Linked DNA regions of Anser cygnoides: regions 1 and 3 are each linked to region 2. Evidence: chromatin contacts called from public Hi-C data. All regions are on one chromosome and are shown on one strand. The core of a region is the stretch at or near the end of the contact, and the rest is flanking DNA. Distances in the headings are between cores, read along the strand shown. Region 1 overlaps PLS3 (plastin 3). Region 2 overlaps IL13RA2 (interleukin 13 receptor subunit alpha 2). Region 3 has its middle 5.1 kb from the start of PLS3.

Region 1 (4,063 bases), core at 1,105-3,604, 150 kb before region 2:
CCACTGATGTCAGCTTCAGGAAATGAGCCACAAGCAGATGATGCCGGAAGCAGGCTTTATTTAGTACTGAGTCACCCACTTTATTAAATTCTAAAGACAGAGGTGGGTGTGGAGAGGGGATACATGGAGGGAGAAAAAAAAAAGAATGAGTTATTCCCTTGAGATCATGGGCAACAGGGAGTACAGGGTTTTGTTTTGTTTGTAAAACGAGAGACTACAGATGAGCTGGGAACACTTTCTGCACTGTCACTGCAAAAAGTTTCTCCAACCTGCTGCGTTTCACAGGCAGAAGCCAACACCCACTAAATTGCAGGGGTGGGTGGTACCGTCGGTCCCACAGGCCTGAGCAGGGGCACCTTCCCATCCTTTCTGCAACACCTTCTTTGAGCCAGAGCAGAGGCAAGAGAAAGGAACCTGGAGCGGAGAATCTTTTTAAGCCAGTGTTGCACCTCCACCTGACCCACCACAAAGCGCGCCTTGCACCTGTCACGGGTTGTAATAAATGGGCTCCAATGAGAAGTTTTTTTCTTTGGGTGATTACAATGGCATGAGATGAAGGCTGCTGAGGACTGAAGCATGCAGAGAGGAGGAGACCTGGACGCAGCAGAACTACAGCCAAGCAGGGCAGGCATCAGTGCGTGCTGCCATCCACTGGCCACCATGCCCACCCCCTCCTCAGTCCCAGCTCGCTGTGGGGTCAGCACATGGAGGGACGGGACGAGCAGAGAGGGACCAGCCCCGCACTGTGCCCCAGCTCAGCCACACCATGGACCAAGCCGCTGCAGAAAGGAAAAGGACACGGAGGCAAGTGGTCTGCCAGGAGGGTCCTGCAGGCACAAACATCTCTCAGTTGAAATGCCAGGGCTGCCCATCCTTTATGTGGCTCAGACATTCCTCTGCTCACCTAAAGAGGGTCCTGAAGAATATCCACAGTAAGTCACTATTCAAAAAAACAATGTTTTACACTGGAATCACACTGTTACAGAACACACACAACTGCCCAAACAGAGGGTTTCTAAACAGAAGAGCTGTTCTGATCCCTTTTCTGACAACGCCCAATTTAGTCACATTTACAATTGAGACATACGAAGTGTCCACATGAAGTTTATTCCATGAGGATACAATCCGAGTCACTTCGCAAAATCTGCAATGTAATAGAAGTGTAGCTCTTTATACTGGGGTCTTCCGACATGCAGAAAAAAAGGAACTTTTAAAAAATACAAAGGAAAAGTTTTTTTTCTGCAGATGGAACCACAATATAAACTGCAGGAGTACAGATTTGTTCACAAGAAGTTAACGCAAGTCTGACATAAGCCTTGCTACCTCCCATCAGTAATGAACATTGCACAGTCTGAGTGGCAGCAGCGTCTCTGTAAACTTTCCAGCTACTCAGACCAGGCTTTTCCAAAGAGAGTACCCACTTATCTAACACTCATTTTGATTTGAGAAGCCTACAGCAAACGAGCCATCTCTAATGCCAAGCAGAACCAGCAGCTTGTCTACAGAAACAGCTCATTAGGCTACTAAGCAGAAAGTAAATTGGTATAATCTTCAAAATAAGATTACAACAGCAAAAAGGATGTGGCTCTCAAAATAAATCTGTGGACTGTAGCAAGCCTGGCAATTACGCAGAACCAGAGGTCAGGAACTGCGTAACATCTTCCACCTATACGTGAGATGAGGTTACACCACTTTGGTCACAGCCTGCTCGGACCAGTAAGCAGAATTTTGGTCAGCTGTTGACCACTGTCCAGACCAGCCTGCTGCAGAACGATCCTGGCTAGCAGTGGGGCTGTGGGAGACAGCCACCGGGTGGCTCTTCAGTCCCACACAACTCATCTGCGGGTCACCTACCACCATTAAAAAGGTTTCACCACTGGGGAGTCAGGGCAGTGGTGGTGCAGTCACAGATCAGTCTGGGAAGCAGTCACACGCCCAGCCCAGCCCACCAGGACCTTTAAGGAGACACTGGTATCTCACCCAGGCATCCTGCCAGGTGCTGGAGGTAGCCAAGAGCCATGAGACTTGAAGATTTTGGCACATGGCTCATTCTGTTGTGCAAGTGGGCCTATGAATTCAGCTGCGCTGGACAAGTCCAGAACCTCATCTCAAGGGACCTTGAAGCTTTTCCTGGTATTTAGCTTGAGGCTAGATTTGTTGGCTTCCCCTAGAACTGTTCCTTTTATCTCAGACCTCACAGAAAATTTTCTGTAGGATGGATCTGCTGGACAGGCCAACTCCAGCAGCTCCTACAGCCATTGCACTCTGTTCAGACGTGTAGAAAGTTGAGTGTGCTAGATTGCCACTCACACATACAGTGCAAGTTGTCACTCATAGCCTTCAGGTCCCTAGACTGCTATCTTCACCATACAGCTCGTTATGCTGTTAATTAGTAAGCTGCCTCATGTTTTCCAGCCCACAAAAAAAAAGCTACTGGTAGCAGGCTGACCTCTGTCCTGTGAAGCTGTTCTTTGCTTTGACCGCAGGTTTCTTACACTCTGAAGTCTACTACTACCGCTGCTGCTGAGTTTAATATTTTATGAATTACAGTGGAAAAAACCCTCATCTTTCCAAGTTAAAAAAATCTACAGATCTCCCACAAAGCCAAGTCTAAGCAAGGCGTGCTATTTGACAGAAGGCACGAAGCAACTGTGCAGCTCAGGCAGGACGTGTGAGCAGTAACACCACAAGGTACAGCAGATTAGACCAAAGAGATCCAAATGCTAATCCAGAATATTATCTGCGAAAGCGACCGACACGTGAAACAGCAACGCACAGCTAAGTGCCAAGTTGTTTTCAACCCAACGCACAAAGCCTTAATCGCTATCATGAATTATTGACCAGTGCCAGTCATAAAGACTCTTACATAACAGGGGGTTTCAAGGCCATTAGTACAGGGTTGAATCTCACTCCATTTCATGGCTTTCCAAGAACTTTTAATATAGACTTTCAGAAGGCAGGGAGCAAAGAGACTAAAACTATCCTATATAATCCATAAGAAGGTTATATATCCCTTGGGGGAGGGAGGCAAAAAATGCTGTGCCACTAGCGACGGCTCTAAACAGGGGCAAAGTAGGCTGGGTGCTGCTGTAACCACCCACCCCGGAAAGCTACATAACTCCCAAGAGCTTCTTAGCCGGGCAGAGGCAATGTAAGTTTTTCAGTTTTTCAGCAAGTAGTCTGACTACGCTGCCTTTGCTAGAGCATTTGGTTTATATTAAACAGTGGCAAGAGACCAGCTGGAAATTAGCTCCACGAGAATGTTACAAAGGGGTAGGCAGCAGCAGGGCAGAGGCAGGATTGCACTGGAACCTCCCGTCCATGTCCCCGAAGAAAGCTTAGTCCCAGTCTTGGCCAAACAGAGCAGAAAGGAACAGGCTAAAGTTTAGGTCAGACAGACATTTGGGACACTTACACAAAATACTTGCAGTTTTCAGAAGGCCCAGTTTCCCCTTTCTCCTCTGTGGAAAGGTGAGTTTTACCTAAACAAAGACTCAAGCTTGGTCATTACTTCTAGTAGCACACGAAGACTGGAATACATTTGTAGCTGTATTTCCATTTGTTCTCTACTGACCTCCTTCAAAGCGTTGCTATCACAGAAAAAAAATCTTAAAGACAGGGCAAACCTCCTCCCTTGCCTGTCTGCACAATTCCAATTGTAACAGGATAACTATTTTAGGAAATGGGTAAGGTGTGTGTGTAAAGTCCTCAATCTGTTTTTGGAGGCAAAACTTTTTATGCAGAATTCAAGAAGAAAGAGCTTAATTGCAATATGGCTTTTGAACTCACTTCCCTCGTTCCTGTGACCAGCTGGAGACAAGCACCTTGTTCTATGTTGGGTCAAGGAAATATTTAACTACAGGATTTATAGTGGAATATATACTATGTATATTCCACTGCAGCCACCCAAAGCAAAAAGCAAACACTGTTTTAACTCAACAAAAACAGCAACAGACTTGAGTATCAGCCTGCTCATTAGGGTCCTGCTACAGAGGCTCTGAGGCAGGACAGCATCCAAGCCTGTCCCTGGGACGAGACTCAGCATCCTGGAATCTCAAAACCA
Region 2 (3,762 bases), core at 576-3,075:
ACTATCTGCTGCTTCCACTGCTAAGTAGGCAACAACCCAGTGTTATCTGGGGACACATCAAAGAAGGAAAGCACCAGGAAAAAATTGGTCTATGCACAGATTGGAGCAGAAATGAAGCTTCCCAATTGCTGATATTTTGATGACACACAAATCTACTCTTTACTGCCTCCTGGGGCTTCTGGCCAGCCAGCATGGGATAGCTTTAAATTTAGAAAATACTGGTAAGCAAGCAACCGACATTGGAAATACTGTGACTTACTTTGATGAATGCAGCACATTAGTGGTTGGAGAAGGGAACTGGACTTGGCAAGTCACCGACTGCTCTGACAGAGAAGGTGAAAGGAACCACAAGAGGAGGAAGTCAGCAGGAGTAAGGCTGGCTTGGACCAGGACCAGACACCTCCAAAACATGCTCACCAGAGCAATTCAAGGGAATGTATGTTTTATACAACATGCTGAAGCATGCAGGAGGCTCAGGATGGCGTCTCCTCTGTGTGATGGCAGGGAGCAGCTCTTTGCTTATTGCCCTCCTGCCAGGTACAGTCCCCTTCCTTCCCCCTCTGGTCTCAGGCAGGATTTTGCTGGGACGAGGGACACAGCCCTGCACCACAGCTGTCCCCGGCCTGCACAGATCAAATATTTTCCTCTACTTGCTCCAAAGTCCAGACTGCACGCACCTCCCTGCAGATTGATGGGGCATCATGGCAGGGCAGTCCCTGCGAGGACCAAGGTTGGACCTCAAGCTCTGCAACACCAGGATGAGAGGAAATGCTCAGCCACGCTAGTTCTGAGGTCTGCATGGTAATTTCAGGAACTACAGGACTTTGACACATCCAGAGCTAGGCGGTATTTACGCTATGGGTTTCAGAACTGACGTCATGGCAATAGTTAAAATCAGGAAGCACTGGAGAAAACTGTTGGAAAGCATCCCATTGAGATTCCCTGTTACTGGAAATAACTCCATGTAGGTCTCTGATAAGCTGCCAGCCCTTTAAACTGTTTAAACTTCTACTAAAAACACATGACTGCATTGTGAAACTCGTCCACATGAAGTAGAGGTAGGGAAGCTAGAGCCTGGCGCAGTGGGTAATTCAGATGCAATTTCACCTGCTTTACCATGCAGGAAATTGGAGTGGGCAGTATTTGGAGATGGCCATCAAATGTGGGATCTCCATCTTGTGTTCCCTTGGGGAGCACCATGAACACACGGAGGCACAGGGACTGCTCGCTGCTGCTGCTGCTTCCCATCCTGTGCACTCTTGCTTGTTGATGTAGATTCCTTGTTTTCTCTGGAGGCTGCTGGTCATTGAACAGGTCAGGTTGCAGGCAGGCAGGTTTCTGCTGGAGGCAGAGATTTGAGATAGTGTGCCTGGAGCCCAGTGCATGAGCAGAAGAAGTGAAATATCGAGCAAGAAAAAATGAAATCTAGGCAGAAAGCCCAGTGCTAGATCCAGAGAGGTCGCTGTGCACAGGGGCACAGTGTGCTGCTCATGTCAGAGTTTATCAAACAGGATAACAGAGTAAAACACTGCTCCTCTTGGCTTGCCAATAAAACCAGTCCTCACAGGCTGCTTGCCAGCTCCCACAGCTCTATCAGTGATGTAAAACACCACAGTGTGCACTTCAATTCAGCTTTTTTTTTTTTTTTAGAACTTTTTTTTTAAACTGTTAGACCTCATGCAGCAGCATCACAGAGCAAAAAGCCTGCTCCGAACCTGCAGATCGGCTGGAAAGGCAGCTGAATCGAGCTAGAGGGGAGCAAGCTGAGACTCTGCTGTAGTTCTCTTCCAGGAGGGCTGTATAAACTGGGTTAAAGTTTTGAGCCTAATTTTGTCCAAAAAGAAGAACAGGAGAAGAATTGAAGAGAACAAGTGCAGGCAAGAGGTGGTGAAGGAACAGATGTTGTACCTCCCCAGCTGGAACTCACCCCCCAGAATATCAGAGCTAGCTCAGTCAATACAAAATACAAAAGTTAGACAGAAGCCTGCTTAGAAACCTGCCTAGTAACAGAGTGATAAATTAAGTACATCTGCTTATGGTACCTGCATCCTGCAGCTTGGCAGGAGTGTTTCAGAAAGAGAAGCTGAGCTTCATCCTGGTGCGGGGCTCCCCGCTCACCAGCTCACCCCTGTAGTGGCAGCAAGCTACCCCCACCTGCTTCCTCACATCATTACCTCTCCAGCATGAGCAAAATGTAATCCCTACAGGTGGCCAGCTGCTAGTCCTTCCTGGTGTCCTAAACCTTGCTAGAATTTCACTAGTATGCTTCCTCCCAGCCTAAGTTTATAGTATTACATTAATTCTTTTGCACAGTATTTGCATTACAGTGGTTTAATCCATTTGCTGTAGTCCATAATTAATATTAAGTAAAGCACTTTCAAAAATCACTCTTTTGGCATACTTCACTCTTATTGTTCCCAGCTCATGTCTGGGTCCCCCCGTGCTTTGCCTCTGCTTGGCCCCACACAGCTGGCGAGGCACGTCTTTGCCAAACATACAAAGACAACTCCTTTGCATGCCCTTGAGCTTAGAGTCTTTTTTCTGTCTTTGACTGATAAAGTCTTAGAGCCATTTGTTAAGGAATAAAAAGCAACCTTTCCTACATTTTTTTTCTCCCTAGAGGATGTCAATACTTGCCAAACATATGAAAGCACAATCCTGCGCATGCTGCAGGGAAATGCAAAATCAATTTGCGTCTGTCATATTCTAACAGCTTTTGGGAAGTAACAAAACAGCAAAGGCGAATGCCAAGGTCACCAGCAGTATCTGAACATACAGAATTGCTCTCCTTCTCTCACTGAGGTTTCTTTTCAAAATGCCAGCAAGAGAACTATTTGAAAACCGATCTATCTTATGTTTGCTCATTTCCCATTCTCACATATTTTCATTTTTCTGACTCGCCTCTGAAAACAAGATACAAACACTACAACCTGCCAAAGCAAGGCTGTAAGGAACTCCTTACTCCTCTTGCAGACGAGGAAACAAAAAGGTAGAAGTTGCATCTCACCTGCTGAGGCATTTCTGCTGAGCTTTTCCATCTCGTAAAGGCACTAGCAACTCCATGGCCACTGGGTGTCAGCATCTGTGTTTCATCGCAGAGGAGGAAAGCAGGTGCAGCTTCGCTTCTGCCAGAATTCAGTATTTATTGCACGAAAATTAAATAGAGGAGACAAGGCTCTCTCACCGTAAGACAGATGAGTTTTGCTCTCTTTGTGCCGCTAAGTAGAGAAGTACCACACCTTCTTTCCATAATTCATTACCGGGCTGACTGCTGGCTAGTATCAGCCCTTGTGCCTTGTGGCATCACGTCCATGATCCAGTGCTGCTGCTGCACTGACTGAAGCTGTGTCTCCCATGCCATATGCCAGCCCTGCCCCTGCCCTACCTCCTACCCTTCTGCCACTGAGCACCCCTAGAAATACCCCATCAGCTCTAGCTGGAGGTTCAGCCCAGCAGGGACTGTGCCTCGCTCTGTGTCCTTATAGCATCAGCTCCTTCACAATGTCCATCCCCGAGCCACCCCACCGCGCATCTCAGCACATCATTGAGCCACCACAGATCTAGGCATAGATCCTGAAAGGAGGCAAAGTTGCACAGCCCACCTGGCTTCATCTTTCAGATGCTGAAGCTTTGGGAGTGCAGTAGCTAATGATATCATCAGTAAATCTAAAGAGCTTCATGTGCTGCGGTGGGTTTGCAGCTTGCTTCTTTGTGTGGCAGGGTACATTTGAGAGTACTGTCAAGTTCTTTATGTCTTCTGAA
Region 3 (3,642 bases), core at 802-3,301, 140 kb before region 2:
CTTTTCTGATGTATAAAAGTTACATCCTTGTTCTTGGCTGAGTTATTGAATAATGTGTACCTTTAGCATATAATTATGTTCACTTACGTGTGACTCTCTTAGTGAGGCAACACTCAGGTAAAGTTAGAGAGGGACTATGAGGATAAATAATGCTTGTCTTTTCAGTGGCACATCTAATTCCTTTTAGACTGACAGCTCCTGCCAATATCACTAACAAAACAAAACAAAACAAAACAAAACATATTCGGTTTGTTATACAGGAGATGGTGCTTTTTGGAAATGGTATGGAAGAAACAATACAGTCCTAAGAGATGGTGTCAAACACCGAATGGTGTGCATCTTTGCAAGTTATTCCTGATATCCCATGCATAACCTAGCTCCTTTAAGATCAAGATCATCATAGACCATAACTGGGGGGGTAGCAACAATCAGGAAGAAGGGAAGAAAGCCTGATGGGGTAATTAAAAACTTGTGTCTCTGTTGCGGGGTATGCCAAAGACAGAGAAAAACTGCAAAACATACAGGGGGAGTGGTGAGCCCACATCAGAAGTGGGCTTTAAAGAAACAGGCTTTAAAGGAGCTGGTGTTAAGTTCTTCCATTAGAATTAGGGCATCTGTTCTCAACTAGATCTTTGTTTTGTTTTCTGCAAATACTTATCCAAAACATTAACAGAATCTAAGAACCAGGATATTAATGTCAAAAACACTTGTCATCAATCACGGAGAACAACTGAGTGGCACTATGAATAGATTAATTAGCCAGAACTATTTTTTTCTCTATTGCAAGAAAGCAGATTTAATTCTGTGTAATATTTTGGAGCTACAGCAAACTGAATTTACCCCCCCCAGAAACATTTTCTCAGATAATTCTAGGTACTTCCTTACTTAAGAACATATTTGGGGAAATAAATATCACTAAGTCTATCCAGCAAGCCTGGTCTGTGCAAGGAATCCATATTCAAAGTCTAATGAAGTTTATGAGACTCTTACAAGAAGGCAGATCACCCACCAAAATTATCAGTGTGCCAGGCTGCAGGCACGCTGCTGCCAGCTGCCTTCCCTCTCACCATCCCAACTGCCAGATAACTGATCACATATTGGGACTCTGGACCGTGTTGTGAAACTACCAGTGCCTCCTGTTTATTTTGCTGTGAGGCAAGCTCGTGCTTTGGCAAAGGGTTTGCCCAGGGGTTTCATGCTCTCTCTATTCTGAAATATAGGTTTTGTTTGTTTGAAATTGTGCTTTTCCTGTCAAGGGGAGTATTTCAATGATTACCTATCCAGCATGAGGAGAGCTCTGCAGCTGCAGCACAGCAGTGGCAAGCCAGATTTATTCATGTTAAGTGTTTGTACAGCCCCTAACTACTGTTTTATCACGGACTGAGCTTCCAGGGGACTCATTGATTTATTTGCCGTTCCTAACAACAGGGTGAACTTTCCTCCTTCATTGTTATGTACCAAAAAATAATAAAATAAAATAAAATAAAATAAAATAAAATAAAATAAAATAAAATAAAATAAAATAAAATAAAATAAAATAAAATAAAATAAAATAAAATAAAATAAAATAAAATATGCAGCATGACAATGAGAAGTTGTTTTTGTCTCTTCTTTTCATTTAATTTATCAACCCAACAAGACCAGACTTTCAGAAGCTACTGAATCCACACTCCCCTTCTCCCAGGTAAGGTACAGGTAACTCCAAAGCTTATCACACTTCTGGAGAGCACCAGCCGCAGAAGGTCAGATATATGCAGTTTTGTATGGAAGAACCAAGCAGAGTTAGCTGCAAACTGTGGAAAACACAGTCACAGTCACCGTCCACACAGCTGACATTCAGTCATTTTGGTCATTTATCTAGGTTGACAATTTTGCAGGCACTAACCTGGTTATTCCTGTAGCTTGATGTTCCACGTGCAGCTTCTTATTAAATCCTGGCAACAGGCTTGGAGCTGGACAACATCACCCTGGAATGAATTTTTAGGAAGGGTTTGATCAGGGAGAAGCCTGGTAGTTTGGCATGCTGGGACCAATACCACATCAGTATTTCAGGCCATTGGTTCTGCACTGCAACAAGGCTGGAGACAGGAAATAAAAACTTGTTGATGCAGGCAATTCTGCACGGTGTAATGAGGCTTGAGATGGGATGAGCTGGAAAGTGGACAGGGCCTCCAAGGAGGATGCCCGTGTGCACAGGACTGGCCTCTGTGCCAGCAAGGCCTGCCAGCAATGGCCTTGCTTTCCTTTCTCTCACCACTGTCTTCCTTTGGCAGAAGTTAAAATGAGGCACAAAAGAACCGTGTGGCAGCTGATGAATAATACTAATCTATTGTGGATAAGAAAGGGAGGCTGTGCTCAACAACCAAGGAAGTGTTCTTGTCTCTCAAGGACTCTGGCCATTTCTGGTGTTCCTAATATTTCCCCATTTGCTAGTAGCCAATTGGATTTCTTTTCCTTTCTAGTCCACAACATATTTGTGAATATTGTATTGTCCTTTTCTTTGAACTTTCTTCTCTCTTTGCTTATTTTATTTGCCCCTCTACATCTTGCTTCCTCCTCCACGTTACTCATGCCGACACAAAGTTCCCCTGTACTCTGTAAAACTCAGCAATCCCACAGCCTCTGAAATCCAGGGGGAGCGGAAGCAGAGCAGGGCTGTCTACATTCCTGCAAGCCCAGGCTTGGGAGACAGTGTGGATATGTGCCAGTGCTAATAAATAGGGAATTATTAGTGACTGTGTAAAGCAGAAAAATTGCAGAACAAGATAAGACTGACAGAATTCCCACTAGCTGATTTTGGATAAGGACATTTACCTAAGGGGAGAAAAAAGAACATATCCTTCTATGTATATCTCTCTATCCAGCCATACGTGTGTTTGCGCAGGCGCAGCATATAAAACACAGCAGTGCGAGTGTTGAAGTCTATCTGTGACACACACTCTGCTCCTTTGCACTGCCTGGTGCAGAAGTGCTTTGCAGTTTTGCAGCCCTCCAGCTGGGCTGCAGGAGCTGCCTCAGGTGCACCAGAGCAGCTGGGGGTGCAGGGGATGTTCTGCCTGGGCCATGCATCTGTGCCCTAAAACCAGGAGGCAGCTGCGGCTCTGCCGTGGCCCCCTACCACGTGCCATGCTTCGGATGGAGGTGGCTGTCCCCAGCCCCAAGGCCGGGCTGCACCACACCTGCCAAACCAAACACCTGTGTTGCTCCAGCTGGGTTCAGCACGCAGAAAACCCAAGGCAGTGGCCAGGACTGACGGAGTGGAGCAGATTACCTTGCAGATCTAGCAATTGTAAGGCTTTGTTGCCTCTTCCTGTGTCCCACAGAGTAGTGACTGGGCCAAGCACCCTGATGTTGCAGGCTTGCATTGCTGCAAAACAGTGCTAAATACTCCAGTTAACAGCACTGCACAGGTATCTGCAGAGATGAGCCTGCTGCATCCCGGCATGTCAGGAAAGCAGGGGTGCTCTCATGGGCATACAGGTGGGGTGGGTGCTACAGCACTGGCCAACATTTACATATCAGTGTTTTGCATTCTCTAAGCTCTGTTGCTATGGTCACAGTAGATAAAGAGAGAGATGTCTGAGAATAATGTGAATTTTGTCATAATTGATGTGCAGGAGGAACTGCCTGGGATGGACAGGA

What was found. A called contact is a pair of places that touch in the nucleus more often than the background predicts.
Region 1: a Hi-C map of liver shows a contact between it and region 2, with 8 times the contacts expected there. The contact joins two enhancer-like sites. A contact is called at or near these places in 2 of 7 Hi-C or Micro-C datasets (both in liver).
Region 3: a Hi-C map of liver shows a contact between it and region 2, with 17 times the contacts expected there. The contact joins two enhancer-like sites. A contact is called at or near these places in 2 of 7 Hi-C or Micro-C datasets (both in liver).

What each region holds. Positions count from the first base shown.
Region 1 is chr13:12,701,047-12,705,109 of Taihu_goose_T2T_genome, reverse strand. The region is part of intron 2 of PLS3 (plastin 3); the gene reads right to left. Among named protein-coding and RNA genes, the nearest start is that of PLS3, 12 kb to the right of the region's middle. Within about 2 kb of position 2,354, at least 2 of the 3 cell types and tissues checked have open chromatin away from gene starts, as enhancers often do. A contact at or near this core is called in liver, where this site is marked.
Region 2 is chr13:12,545,969-12,549,730 of Taihu_goose_T2T_genome, reverse strand. IL13RA2 (interleukin 13 receptor subunit alpha 2) reads left to right here. Exons shown (of 11, transcript XM_067005378.1): 11 at 1-2,387. Among named protein-coding and RNA genes, the nearest start is that of IL13RA2, 25 kb to the left of the region's middle. Within about 2 kb of position 1,825, at least 3 of the 3 cell types and tissues checked have open chromatin away from gene starts, as enhancers often do. A contact at or near this core is called in liver, where this site is marked.
Region 3 is chr13:12,684,125-12,687,766 of Taihu_goose_T2T_genome, reverse strand. No RefSeq gene overlaps it. Among named protein-coding and RNA genes, the nearest start is that of PLS3, 5.1 kb to the left of the region's middle. Within about 2 kb of position 2,051, at least 2 of the 3 cell types and tissues checked have open chromatin away from gene starts, as enhancers often do. A contact at or near this core is called in liver, where this site is marked.